4 separate regions of the Mus musculus genome follow, and regions 1, 3 and 4 are each linked to region 2. The links are chromatin contacts, called in public promoter capture Hi-C maps. All regions are on one chromosome and are shown on one strand. The core of a region is the stretch at or near the end of the contact, and the rest is flanking DNA. Distances in the headings are between cores, read along the strand shown.

Evidence for each region. Promoter capture Hi-C pulls out the DNA fragments that hold promoters and counts their contacts.
Region 1: a contact with region 2 is called in a promoter capture Hi-C map of the HPC-7 cell line. The contact joins the promoter of Chchd1 here to the promoter of Fam149b in region 2. A contact is called at or near these places in 12 of 39 promoter capture datasets (the C10 cell line, the HPC-7 cell line, cranial neural crest and 7 more), 2 of 484 Hi-C or Micro-C datasets (both in B cells), 11 of 115 datasets of contacts at active chromatin or transcription factors (the SCID.adh cell line, double positive thymocytes, effector CD8 T cells and 6 more) and 5 of 9 other capture datasets (adipose tissue, embryonic stem cells, liver and 2 more).
Region 3: a contact with region 2 is called in a promoter capture Hi-C map of pre-B cells, with 2.5 times the contacts expected there. The contact joins the promoter of Ndst2 here to the promoter of Fam149b in region 2. A contact is called at or near these places in 7 of 39 promoter capture datasets (the C10 cell line, cranial neural crest, fetal liver and 4 more), 1 of 484 Hi-C or Micro-C datasets (embryonic stem cells), 4 of 115 datasets of contacts at active chromatin or transcription factors (bone marrow-derived macrophages, embryonic stem cells, pancreatic cancer cells and 1 more) and 2 of 9 other capture datasets (adipose tissue and liver).
Region 4: a contact with region 2 is called in a promoter capture Hi-C map of second pharyngeal arch cranial neural crest. The contact joins the promoter of Usp54 here to the promoter of Fam149b in region 2. A contact is called at or near these places in 8 of 39 promoter capture datasets (the C10 cell line, the HPC-7 cell line, cranial neural crest and 5 more) and 1 of 115 datasets of contacts at active chromatin or transcription factors (embryonic stem cells).

Annotation. Positions count from the first base shown.
Region 1 is chr14:20,701,646-20,704,578 of GRCm38.p6, forward strand. Chchd1 (coiled-coil-helix-coiled-coil-helix domain containing 1) reads left to right here and starts at 1,382. Exons shown (of 3, transcript NM_025366.3): 1 at 1,382-1,552; 2 at 1,645-1,763; 3 at 2,476-2,780. The coding sequence starts at 1,429. The coding sequence ends at 2,589. 6230400D17Rik (RIKEN cDNA 6230400D17 gene) reads right to left here and starts at 1,454. Exons shown (of 1, transcript NR_029446.1): 1 at 367-1,454.
Region 2 is chr14:20,346,839-20,349,998 of GRCm38.p6, forward strand. Fam149b (family with sequence similarity 149, member B) reads left to right here and starts at 1,324. Exons shown (of 14, transcript NM_001024512.2): 1 at 1,324-1,556. The coding sequence starts at 1,510. It overlaps Ecd (ecdysoneless cell cycle regulator), which reads right to left and starts at 1,283. Exons shown (of 14, transcript NM_027475.3): 1 at 956-1,283.
Region 3 is chr14:20,732,936-20,736,075 of GRCm38.p6, forward strand. It overlaps Ndst2 (N-deacetylase/N-sulfotransferase (heparan glucosaminyl) 2), which reads right to left and starts at 1,627. Exons shown (of 15, transcript NM_010811.2): 1 at 1,280-1,627; 2 at 615-709. It overlaps Camk2g (calcium/calmodulin-dependent protein kinase II gamma), which reads right to left. Exons shown (of 21, transcript NM_001360186.1): 21 at 1,938-3,140.
Region 4 is chr14:20,616,574-20,619,751 of GRCm38.p6, forward strand. It overlaps Usp54 (ubiquitin specific peptidase 54), which reads right to left and starts at 1,781. Exons shown (of 21, transcript NM_030180.2): 1 at 1,720-1,781.

The DNA of each region.
Region 1 (2,933 bases), core at 132-2,631, 350 kb after region 2:
AGATTTGTTAGCAAATGCAAATTAAAGTTTGGGAAAGAAAAGAAATTTACCCATGTGTGCGTTCGAGGTGTTGGTAGAAGTAATTATGAGCCCTGCAACGTGGATGCTGGAAACCAAACAGTCCTCTGGAAGAGCTAAAAACACTCTTTAAGCACGGAGCTACCTCTCCAGACCCTGAGCTAGCTAAGATTTCAAAGTAGATGTTGGGGTACATAAGGTCACAAACAATATAAATGTGTGTGACAATAAAAAAGGTGCCTTGATGGCTGCCGGTAGGGTGTGGTAAGAGAGGGAAAACCCCTCTGATGTGAACCCAGTGTTAATCTTGGGATTCGCCAGAAAAACGAAGTCCACCATTTTGGGCTAAATTTAAAGCAAGCTTTATTAGATACTAAATACTGACCAAAAGATGGACTTTTTGGTCAGGCCCATTCCTGGAATTTCCCTCCTGAATTAGCTATGTGACTCCGGAAGAAAGGCATCCACGTAGGCTATCAAGGGAGAATTCCAAACATCTGAGGTAAAAAATGTCAGCAAATATACCTTGCTCTAAAGTAGACATCATATAAACTACAGGACTGCTGGATTCCGCTTCCATTAGCAGAAATGTCTTGAATTCATTTGCAAATACCAAAGAATCTATATATAGCACATCTTTTGATTCGGTTTTGTAAACAGTTAAGTCAAACACTCAAGTCCAACAAATCACAACTGGAGGTCTATAAAAAGAAGTGATATAGTTGCTCTAATATTAAATGTTGTGTATGTCACACGTAAATGTTACAACGTTCACCCTACTGTGCGATCATTCCAAACGAGTAAACAGTATCTACCTAGCAGTCCATGTAAGAGTTGTAAAAAGCAACCATTTTATTATTTTGGTTTTTCTGCTACAGAGTTTCTCTGTGTAGCCCTGGCAGTCCTGGAGACCAGGCTGGCCTCAAACTCAGATCCGCCTGCCTCCCCGCCTCCCCGCCTCCCCACCTCCCCAGTGCCGGGATTTAAAGGCGAGCGTCACCACCGCCTGGCAAAAGGAATCATCATTCTCACAGACTTGTTAAAACAAAAGTCCTTTGCAATCCAAAATCCTTAACTCCAGCCCCACGGGATCCAACGCCTTCCCCTGGCCGCCACGGACGCGGCACTCACGTGGTGCCCACACGCAGACACCGACTCACAAATAAGTGGCAGCCGCGGACACGGGGCCCCTGAATCCTGCCGGGTCCCGAGCACGCAAAGGGCGCGCACAACCTATAGCATCCTAACCTGCTGTCGGCTGCCGGCCCGACGGGGTTCGAATCCAGTGTCACCGTGAGGCCAAGACCCGGAAAGTGCGCGCACAGCTGCCCGTTGTCCGCACGCCAAGCGCGTAGAGGTCAAGAGGGGTCACGCACGGCGCCGCGGAGCCTACTGGGAACGCTGTGCAAAATGGCGACGCCCAGTCTACGCGGCCGCCTGGCGCGGTTTGCGAACCCGGGAAAACCTATACTGAAACCCAACAAGCCTCTTATCTTAGCTAACCGCGTCGGGAACCGACGTAGAGAAAAGGGAGGTGAGCACTTGGAGCGGGGGCGGCTAGGTAATCTCGGGGGAGAGGTGTTAGGTCGCCCTGTGGCTGAAGGTCTCCCAGTTCTTCCCCTCCAGAGGCAACCTGTATCACGGAGATGTCGATGATGATGGCTTGCTGGAAGCAGAATGAATTCCGCGACGAGGCGTGCAGGAAAGAGATCCAGGACTTCTTCGATTGTTCTTCCAGGGCTCAGGTGATGTCTGGCTCCTAGCGTGCCTTCTTGGGAAAAGAAAGGGGAATACAAAGAAATGGTTCAAGCCGGGCGTGGTGGCGCACGCCTTTAATCCCAGCACTTGGGAGGCAGAGGCAGGTGGATTTCTGAGTTCGAGGCCAGCCTGGTCTACAAAGTGAGTGCCAGGACAGCCAGGGCTACACAGAGAAACCCTGTCTCGAAAAACCAAAAAAAAAAAACCAAACGCAAAGAAATGGTTCACACCGCCCTGTGTTAAATTATGTACAGAGTCTCCCATTCATCTGTGACTGGCTCACCCTCACCAAAGTGAGAAAAAGCTAAGTTTTGTCATAGGTTGATCTTCACTAATTTGCTAGCCAGAATAGTAGTTTGAGATGATAACAATCATTTGTACATCCCCAATCCCTTTAAATCCCCTTTTTGTTCCTTTGGGTTTTTTGTTTGTTTGTTTGGGGTGTGTGTGTGTGTGTGTGTGTGTGTATGTGTGTAAGTGCTTGCGTGCTTGAAAATGCAGGGACACATCTGTGGGCACCAGTGCTGTGTGGTGGCCTGAGGTAAACGTCTGGAATTTTCCTCCATTCCTCTTCCACTTTATTCCTTGAGGCAGGGTCTCTTGGGGTTTGGAATATTATAAAAATTATGGGTCTAGGTCAGAATAAGCTAAAGAACTGTGACTTTGTTTTTTGTTTTCTGTTTTCTGTTGTGTTTTCAGGAAGCCAGGAAGATGAGATCAATCCAGGAGTCTCTGGGACAGTCCGAGAGTTTATCTCCCCACAAGATGACCAAGTTGTTACAGAGATTTCCCAACAAATCTCATCTCATCTGAAAATGGAGAAATATTTTCAATGAACTCTCATTTCCAAAAGCTATACAGAGAGGCACGTTTGGGAGGTTTGCGGTTTGCATTTGCATTGCTACGAGTTTTTGAAGGGTAAAATGAGGCAAAATACTTAATTTTGCTCTTTTGAATGAATCGTATTCTGGATGCTGTCTTGAAATAAAATCCTCTAAAAAGAAGTTGGCCATTTCTTCTAATTAGCTGCTTCTCCTCACACCTCCAGCCCCATCCTGAAGAGGAATATCTCTGCCTTTCCCTTCACTGGGCAAGCACCCAACCTCTGAGCCAACCTGAGCACGTCCTTTCTTGGGCTCTATAATCTCCCCAAACCC
Region 2 (3,160 bases), core at 74-2,573:
AGTTCAAGGGACATAAGCCACACAAAAGGAGAAATAACAGCATTCTCAGAATTCTTCTAGGTGACTACATTATTTCCCCCAAATTTGATACACACCTACCATCATGGTTCCGGCCTTTACCAGACACCACTTGATTTATCCTCTGAATAACAGACTTAAAACTATCTTCCTTAAAATTAAATTATGTGAACTGGAAACCTTGATATTATGGAGTAAATGAAAGTCCAACAACTCACTTCCCAAACCAAAGAAGTATGTGAGGATAAAAGTTAAAAATAGCTAGGTGTGCCTATGGTCTCAGCTGAGAGATCAAGGCAAAAGGATCACCTGGGTCCAGGATTTTGAGGCTAGGCTAGGTAACATAAGACGATCCTTTCTCACAAATAAATAAATGTTTGCCCTTCAGTCGGCAGCAGTGTGTGTAACACAGTTTGAAAACATTCCATTACTATCCATTATTCTCTCACACCTTCCAACCGTGCTTCAGTCGGTGGCATACTTTGGGCACTTTACTTTCTTGAGCTTTCTACTTAGTCGTGAAATGAAAGTGTTAGTCTGCCGTCTCTAAAACACCTTCCTTTAAAATTGTGTTACTAGGTGCGTTAAAAAGCAATGCCCCTTGCTCTACAGGGCTTCTATAGAAGATTTAAAAGTGCCAACACTTGCGTGTCGGAGTTTCGTCCCAAAATAATTGGTCATGGTTCCGGATGCCCACCTAACGCAGCAATTTAATTCCTAAGCTTACTTGGCTTTGCAATGAACCAATAAGGAACCTGCACCTTCTATGCAACTACCCACTCACCACTGTAAATTAGAATCGTGCTGCCTCTCACCCTGGCGGATCAAGGAAAAACTCTACCCACCCTCACCCTAAATCCAAGCAGGGCTCTTTATGTAGAATTTACAGAGTCAGAATTGGACTTGAGATCATGGGAATTAATGAAAAATGACATACCCGAGAGTACAGAAGAGGAGCCACCAGGAGCACTGTCCTGGCGCGGTATAGTGCTCCTTCACCAAACTAGACGCTCTTCTTCCACCTGACAAAAGTAAAGCGATCCCTTTCAATAGCTCTCTCGTGCGCCTCTGCTCTGGCACCTTTCCTTGGCTGCCTCTTCCAGCAGGACACTTGGTCAGAGGCGACCACCAACCGCCCAATCCCGGCCCATGCTGGGTCCTCGCGTTCGCTTGGGCCCTGATCCACGCCTGAACGCCTGCAAGTCGTGAGGCTCGGAACCCTGAGTATAGTCTCTAGTGCGCATCGGAGCCAATTTCCGAAAGACGCTGTACCTTCGTCACTTCCGCTCATGAGAGGAAGGAGGCAGGTCGGAAGACTATAGAGTGGGAACTCTGGGAGGTGGCGGTCCGGAATCTAAGCGACGGGGCGAGACGGGGCGAGACGGGGCCGGTAGGTGGCAGGAGGGGGCCGGGCCGGAGCCGGCGGGAGGGCCAGGCCCCGAGGCCCCCGCCCTGGCTTGCCCGCCCTGGCCGCAGAGGAGAAAAAGGAGGATGATCTCCAGATACACTCGGAAGGCCGTGCCGCAGAGCGTGGAGCTGTGAGTGGATTGCTCTGCTCGCCCAGCTTGGGCCGCCGGAGCTCAAGGGACCTTATAAGGCCCGTCCTCTCCTTTCCCGTCCCAGACATAGGGAGGGAAAATACTATCCCGGATTCTCACCTCCCAGCCCTGGTGGAAGCTGCCTTTTGTCTTTGGGTCACCAGCTTAGGGTGTGCCTTTGGGACTGTTAGGTCCTGAATTGAGGGAGTGCTGCATCCGTTGTTCCCACAGTGCTTTTGACCCCACTGAAGATAATAGCTTAAATGCTACAATAACGTTGAACGTGTCTAGTTCAGAACACCATGCAAAGCTGTTTGCTTGAATGCAATAGCGAAATCAGGTTGAGACCAACTTTGCACATCCTACAAATAAAGATCACAGGTCTAAAGGTTGTATCTAGAAGGTGGTGCAGCTCAGACGTACAAACCAAGGGTCAATCCGATTGTAAAGCCTGTTGTCAAGCAATTCACACATTGCCGTCACACCCCCTGCAAATAATGCTAAAAAGCAAGCACTTTGGTAGTTTAAAAACCTGCTTTGTACCCTTAGTAAAGTGTAACATAGAGCCTTATATCTACTGACTGGTACTTTGCAATTTCAAAAGAACCTGCAGTTTCTTGGTCCTTTCAGCAGTTCTGAAAGATTGCTGTAACTAGCTTCTGTTGCTCAGATAAAATTAGAAAGCTTCCACATCTGAACCCAATAGGGCCTGAACGTTTAAACCAAGTCCCATTGGTCCTCCTCATTGAAGTAAGCAATTTCAACAGCCATACACTTATTATGCATTCCAATAACATTCATTTAAAGTCACACCTGAGATTTTTAGATGGATACTTTTCTTGCCACTTAGCTTTTAGGAAATTTAACTAGATCTGGGCCTTCCTGTCTATGTATACAACTAAGATGTACAAGTATACCTAAAATGATGACGTAGGGCTGGTACATAATAGATCCTCAATAAGTGATAGCACTACTTTCTTCTTCCCGCCTTTACTTGGTAAAAGAGCCATACAAAGAAGAGAACCTCTCCTTGCTTTTCAGAAGCATGTTATCTATTAAGGAATATGTTATTTGCACAACAGCAAATCAGATAATAAGCTCCTTAGGGAATAAAACTAAGAAATAATCATTTCCCCAAAGTGAGAAGGATTTAACTTAAAATCTGCTTTTAATTTTTAAAATTCCATTTAGTGTATCATGCACATGCGCGTGCACCATAGCACACATTTGTTTTTTTGATTTTTTTTTTTTTTTTTTTTTTTTTGGTTTTTTGAGACAGGGTTTCTCTGCGCAGTCCTGGCTGTCCTGGAACTCACTCTTTAGACCATGCTGGTCTTGAACTCAGAAATCCACCTGCCTCTGCCTCCCAAGTGCTGGGATTACAGGTGTGCGCCACCACTGCCCGGCCCATAGCACACATTTGGAGGTTAGTAGACAGCTTCCAAGAGTCACTCATTCCATTATGTGAGTCTTGTTGATTGAACTCAGGTCATGAGGCTTGGTGGCAAGTACCTTTATTTACTGGGCCATCTTATCAGCCCCAGATTTGCTTTTATAATTATTTCTAACCAGAGATGTTAAAAATACATGTTGTATGAAGACAC
Region 3 (3,140 bases), core at 377-2,876, 390 kb after region 2:
TCCCCTCCCCCTCCTCCTCTTCCTCTTCTTCTTTTGGTTTTTTGAGACAGGGTTTCTCTGTGTAGCCCTGGCTGTCCTGGAACTCACTCTGTAGACCAGGCTGCCTCGAACTCAGAAATCCACCTGCCTCTGCCTCCCGAGTGCTAGGATTAAAGGTGTGTGCCACCACGCCCGGCTCTCTCTCTCTCTTGTTTATTTTTACTTATGTACTTTATGGATATAGGTACTTTGTCTACATGTACATCTGCACACCAGAAGACAGCATCAGATTGTAGGCCACCATGTGGGTGCTGAGGACTGAACTCAGGGCCTTTGGAAGTTTGGAACCACTAAGCTACCTCTCCAGCCCCAACAATACTTTTCATTTGAGACACACTGCAAGTACTTGCTCAGCCACACAAACAGAAGGTGAAGCAACTGGCGTCACTGAGCAGAGGGCACAAACTGATAAGCTCTTGTGGTCAGTAGTTTAGGATATCTTAAAAGTTTATCAGTAAATGCAAGAAGCACCTGTATTTAATGTCAGCTCTAACAGTTATGAAAACACATATAACTAGTAGTAGTTCCATTTTACACACGCATAATTTCTGGCCCAGAGAAGTTTAGTAACTTACCCGAGATTACAAAGCTCCGTTTGTGGATGAACTGGGATTCAAAGGTCAGGCCTGTCAACCTCCTGTGTTGTAACCACTGTATTTTAGCTTCATACCTAGAGGAAGCCAGTGAGATTTAGAGAGGGGATCATGTGAGAACTTTTGGTGGGGGAGCAGTGGGATGACTAAGTTGGAGGAAGAACATGTGTGTGGCAGTGGAAAGTTTCTGAGGAAGGAGAAACCTAAGGGTCGTCTGCCAAAGTGGGCAGCAAATACAGGGTCAGGGTGGGCTGGAGGTGTGGGCCCACCACTGGAATAAACAACAGGGGCCACGCTGTGGGAGGAAGGACCTGACCTTGAGGATAGAAGGACCCTCCTGCGGGAACTACGGGAAATGGGGAGCCCACAGGTGGGGGAGCTGGAGGGAAAGGGGCAGGGGTGCGGCCGAGAGTTGGCATCCAGACAGGCACTGGGTTTAAGAACCCCGTGTGCCCTGGGCGGAGTGGCCAGAATAAGGCAACTGAGGGGAGGCCAGCGGCTGGGACTCGGGGCAGGGTGCACAGGGCCAGATGGGTGGTCGCCCAGGACGACCCTGCGGGTGGTTTCGGTGGCGACACTCGCAGGAAGTCTGATCGCGAAAACCGAGGGCGACCGTGGACGGGAGACTGCTCTCAAAGATGGCTCACCCGGTGGAGTGGGCGGCGTCCCCGCTGTCCCCGGGCCCTGCCGCGTCCCGGGGCTGCCCGGCTTCCCTGCTCGCGGGGCCTCGGGCCGCGTCGCGGCGGCTCCGCCATCTCCGAGCGAACGCTCCGCCGCAGTCGGGCTCAAGTACCGCTCCCACCAGGGGGAGGCGGCGCGCTGCGGCTCGTGGTGCCCGCTCAGGTCCGCGCGCTCCCCGAGCGTGGCCGCTGCGTGACCGGGACCTGGGATAAGCCGACGGCCCTCCGCAGTGCTCAGCCCAGCCGCAGCCTCCCAGCCCTCCGGCCTCGCGCTCAGCCCACCAGGGTGGACCCCGTCCTCCACGCCGGGTGGCACAGTCTGCGGAGCGTCGGGGCGGGCCCAGGGCCCAGGCCTGTCCACTCAGACCCGCGGAGGAGGGAGCCCGCGTACCAAGGGCGGGGCCACCTCCGCCTGGGGCGGGGCGAAGACTCGGCCCACCGCCTAAGAGGCTACTTCCTCCCTGCCACCCCCCAATACAGCAGCCCAGGCTGAGTTTATGAGAAGTTTTCTTCCTTGCTCCCCAAGGGAATGGGCAAAAAGATGTTCGTCTCCTAGTGAAGCCTTGTCACGCAGGCTGCTAAAATCTAAGCCCACGGCTACGAGCCTCCAACAGCAATAACACAATGGACTGTTTAAAGGTTATTTTATTAAATATCTTCAAGGTTTCATTGTAACAAAGCTATGAAGGGACTACCAACATTCAGAACAAACACTATTTTAAATTATTTCTATGTCATCATGCAAAAGTTCTGCATCAAATGCCTTCCATTTCCTGTTTAAAAGGTGGTTTGTTTTTTAAATAGTCTATTAATAGTCTATAGATGCTGACATTAGCCCCAGAAGTGGAGTAAGAACGCTAAGAAGTGGGGCTGGAGCAGCCACATGAAGCTATGGGTCTCAAAGAGCTCTAAGACCATTTGTTGTCTTCAAGCCAGCAAAACCAAACCCTGTGATGAAGGTATCTGTTGGCTGGCACTGCAGGCTGCAGGGCAGGAAGGGTCTAGGGTCCAGGGTCTGAGGCATGCACAAGTGCTTGAGGAGCCTGGCTAAATTCAAGCACCAGCACCCATGCGTTTGTTCTCTTCTCAGCTGGCTCCATACTCTGTAGTTCTCTTTTCCCAGCTCCTGTGCCTCCTGAAGGTCACCCAAGGAGCTGAAATCTACCCCCCCCCCCAATGCAGATAATGTGCAGTTGTTTGGTGGGAGGGAACCAAGACTATGACCAATTGCCTCTTCCATTATCTTCTCTGTTATCTGCCTAAGGTACAGACCTTTTCTTCCTGGAATGGACCTCCTTGAGCACAGAGAGGGACAATGAATGCAGGAGCCTTGGCTCTGGACCCCTTTGTGGGTACATGCAGGCGAGGGGGTGATGCCCATGCAGATTGTCCAGCAGAAAAGTCTATACTTCGGTTGGTCAATAAAGAGCCTCTTTAAAGAGGACACTTCTCACCCAAGCAGTCAGTTCGATCTCAAACCCAGGGAAAGAGTTGGGCGTGCAGCATGGGAAGAAGGGAGGCAGCCCAGAGGGCAGCCAGAATGCATAGAAACAACCACCAACTCTTACCCACTGCCTCACTCCTCCCATCCCACAGGGGCACTTGGCAGAGGGCCCAGGCCTAGATGAGGGTCAGCATGGGGACCACCACCATGAAAATACAAGACAAAGATGGTCCAGATCAGCACACAAACAACTGCCAAAAGTGGCAAAAGGAGCCCTGGCCAACGACTTCTGGATCTCTCCTTGTTATGTCAGGAAAACCAACAGGAAACAAAGTAGCAATCCCTCCCCCTTTCCACCAGCAGAAATCGGGCCTCAGTCTCAGG
Region 4 (3,178 bases), core at 531-3,030, 270 kb after region 2:
GAACACTGGCACAGAATGGTACGAGCAACTCCAGTGTGAGAAAGCAAGCACGTGACTGGGAAGGGAGGTGACAGAGAGTACAAAGCAAGGAATCAGAAAGAACACAAACAAAGCTCTCTTCAGTGAGAGCAGTAAAAACCAGGAGGTACTGAAATCTATCCTAAAAGTCTTTCATATTCTCAAAAGCTACTGAACTCCAGCCTTTGAGTCAGTTCAAATGTTAACCCTACCACTTACAAGGGAGTGGGGGTGGCCTTCCATACTGCTCTTTCACTGGAAACTTGTAATAATGGTAGCAACTACTCAAATGAACATTACTGGACACACAGCATGTCCTTAGCTCTTTTTTTTTATTAGATATTTTCTTTATATACATTTCAAATGCTATCCCGAAAGTTCCCTATACCCTTCCCCCACCCTGCTCCCCTAGCCTCCCCCACCCCCACTCCCGCTTCTCGGCCCTGGCGTTCCCCTGTGCTGGGGCATATAAAGTTTGCAATATCAAGGGGCCTATCTTCCCAATGATGGCTAACTAGGCCATCTTCTGCTACATATGCAGCTGGAGACAAGAGCTCTGGGGGTACTGGTTAGTTCAGTGTTGTTCCACCTATTGGGTTGCAGACCCCTTCAGCTCCTTGGGTGTCCTTAGCTCTTAAAAGGTGGGAGTCATTCTCATACTGCAAGGGTCTGAAGAGGACAGGGAGAAGTTCTACCTATGCATGATAAGGAAAAATACTATCTACTTGTCAGGGTTGTAGTGAAAATTAGAAATATATGTGTAGCATTTAGCATAGAACCTAGGAGATCAAGAAATTATTATTGTACAAGCACAACCTCCACTTATAAAGCAGATTCAACTAAACAGCAATAAAATCTCAGTAAATTTTCCTCATATTGTTAGTAGCAGTTCTACAGAACCCAAAGCTTTTAAAAAATGTGAGTGCAAGCGCACACACACACACATGCATGCACCCCACTATTTCTTAGATGAAGGTCAAAATATACAATCCAAGAAAATAATAGCATTATGAAATACTGTTCAAATGGCATTGGAATAACCTGAGCATCAAATATAAAACATTTTATTTTCAAAGGATCAAAATACCTCATACCAGAAGGGAAAAGGTCTAATGACCAAATCTAACTTCCTAAAGTACTCTCTAGAAGCAAGCATCTGCCACTCTGAAATACTCAGCAAACCACTTCCCAGAATGAAAACATACTGTCAAAATCTAAATGAATTTTACCAAGAACATTCTGGTGATGGAAAAGGACATCACTCTGCGTCTGAAAGTAATGTTACTGCACAGGTTAGCCAAAAAACAGGACCTCTGTTACTTCCTTAGCCCATATATTGAGTTTGAAAAATAAATACAAAGAATACAACCTTCTAACAAATAACTTGTTTTAAGGAAATTCAAAACACTAAACCTACAACTCTTTTCTTTAAACTTGTAAATCTCCCCTTTAATTCTAACAAGTTCATATATACAATATATGTTAGAGGAAGAAAATAAAATTCACAAATTTAACATCTGGTTGGAGAAAGAAAAAAAAAAAAGACAACATAAAAAAATCTCCTGAAAATTGAGTTCAAAACTCAATTTCAAAGTAAGCTATTAGAGGGGTGAGGGTGGGGTGGGCTGGAATAACTTCACAAACACTACTCAGTCATGGTATCCTCCCTCTACACAGTTTTAATACAACTACAATGCTTACCAGACAACCCATTCGAGCTCAGGAAAAAACTGCAAGCACTCACAAGGGCATCTGTGGGGCAGTGACACAGACCGGAACAGAGGCTAGGGTACAGAGGGAGGAGACAAGCGCAAGGAGCAACAGTGGGAAACTGTTCATCTAACCACAAAGGCACACAACAGGATGTCAGGGATAAAACAATTTTTTTGCCAACTACCAGGAACAATTCATTGAGAAGCTAAAACTGAAGGAACTAACCAGAACTCTGGGAAAGACTTATGACGAACGTCACAGGAGGTTTACAACAACTATATGAGAGGCTGCTTCATCCAGAGGCACTCCTGAAGGCAAGGTCATCGGAAAGTAAGGTTTGCAGGGTGGCAGCTGCTTCCAAAGGGCTGGTCCTAAAAGAACTCTTTGTGTGGTGTCTGTGAGAAGACACCTTTGCAGTGCCCTAGAGAACCACCAAAAACAATGCTGTCTGAGTCAATTCAAAGTCCCAAGACTATCTGCAGTGAAACCATTGTAATGGGCAAAAGTCTTCCGTCTTAAACACTAAAATGGGCCATGCTATTAAAGAAATTAGGAAACTGTATGAATAGAAATTATGTAAACCAAGCTGCTGGGGTTGCCAGTCGATTTAAAACAAGAACTGACTCTAAAGGTTCTTCCAGCCAAGATCTCCACACCTCTTTAGGGAGCTGCAGTTGGATCCCACCCTAAAACATGTGATCAGTCAAACAGAACTTGCATTTGCAGGCAGGGCATAAAGGCCAAGAAGACCAACACACATGTATCTGTGTATCACTCTGCTTATTAAACAGCTTTATTGAAATGAGTTGTTTTATAAGCATACTGAGGAAAAAACTCATCAGCAAAATTCTTGCCATTTATGAAAGTTGGCTTTATTTCTAAACCTTGAGAGAAAATCCTTGGTCACTAAAAAAAGATTTAATTAAAGTTTATTGGTGAAATTAAACAACCATGGACACTGTCCAAAACTAATTAAGCTTACATTTTAACAATATGCTTAAAAGTAAAGCAGTCCTTTGGCAGCAAAGCAAGTGCCAAGTTTAAAAGAAGAAAGCTATTGGTTCTCTTGCTCACTATCAGTATTCCAACCAAGTCTTCTAATACATAGTGCCAAGGCACAGAAGTGCCACACCAAGGCAAAAGCACAGACTTCTACTGATCAGTACTAAATGGAAAGAAAGATGCCCAAATTGTACTTGGTCTTTTCTCTATGAGAAAATATTTAACAAAGCAAATTGAGAAAAAATTACTTTGGCTCACAGCAGGAAAGGCTTAGCGGAAGAAGCCCGGACAACTGGTCACCCTGCAGTGGTAGTCAAGAAGCAGAGAACGAGCAACTCGGGCTGGCCTTCCTCATACTTTTTCAAGTCAATCCAGGCTCCCAAGCCGTAGTGCTACTCACATTCAGAGTGGTACTGCCTTTTAGACCTTTCTGAAAACAGTCATA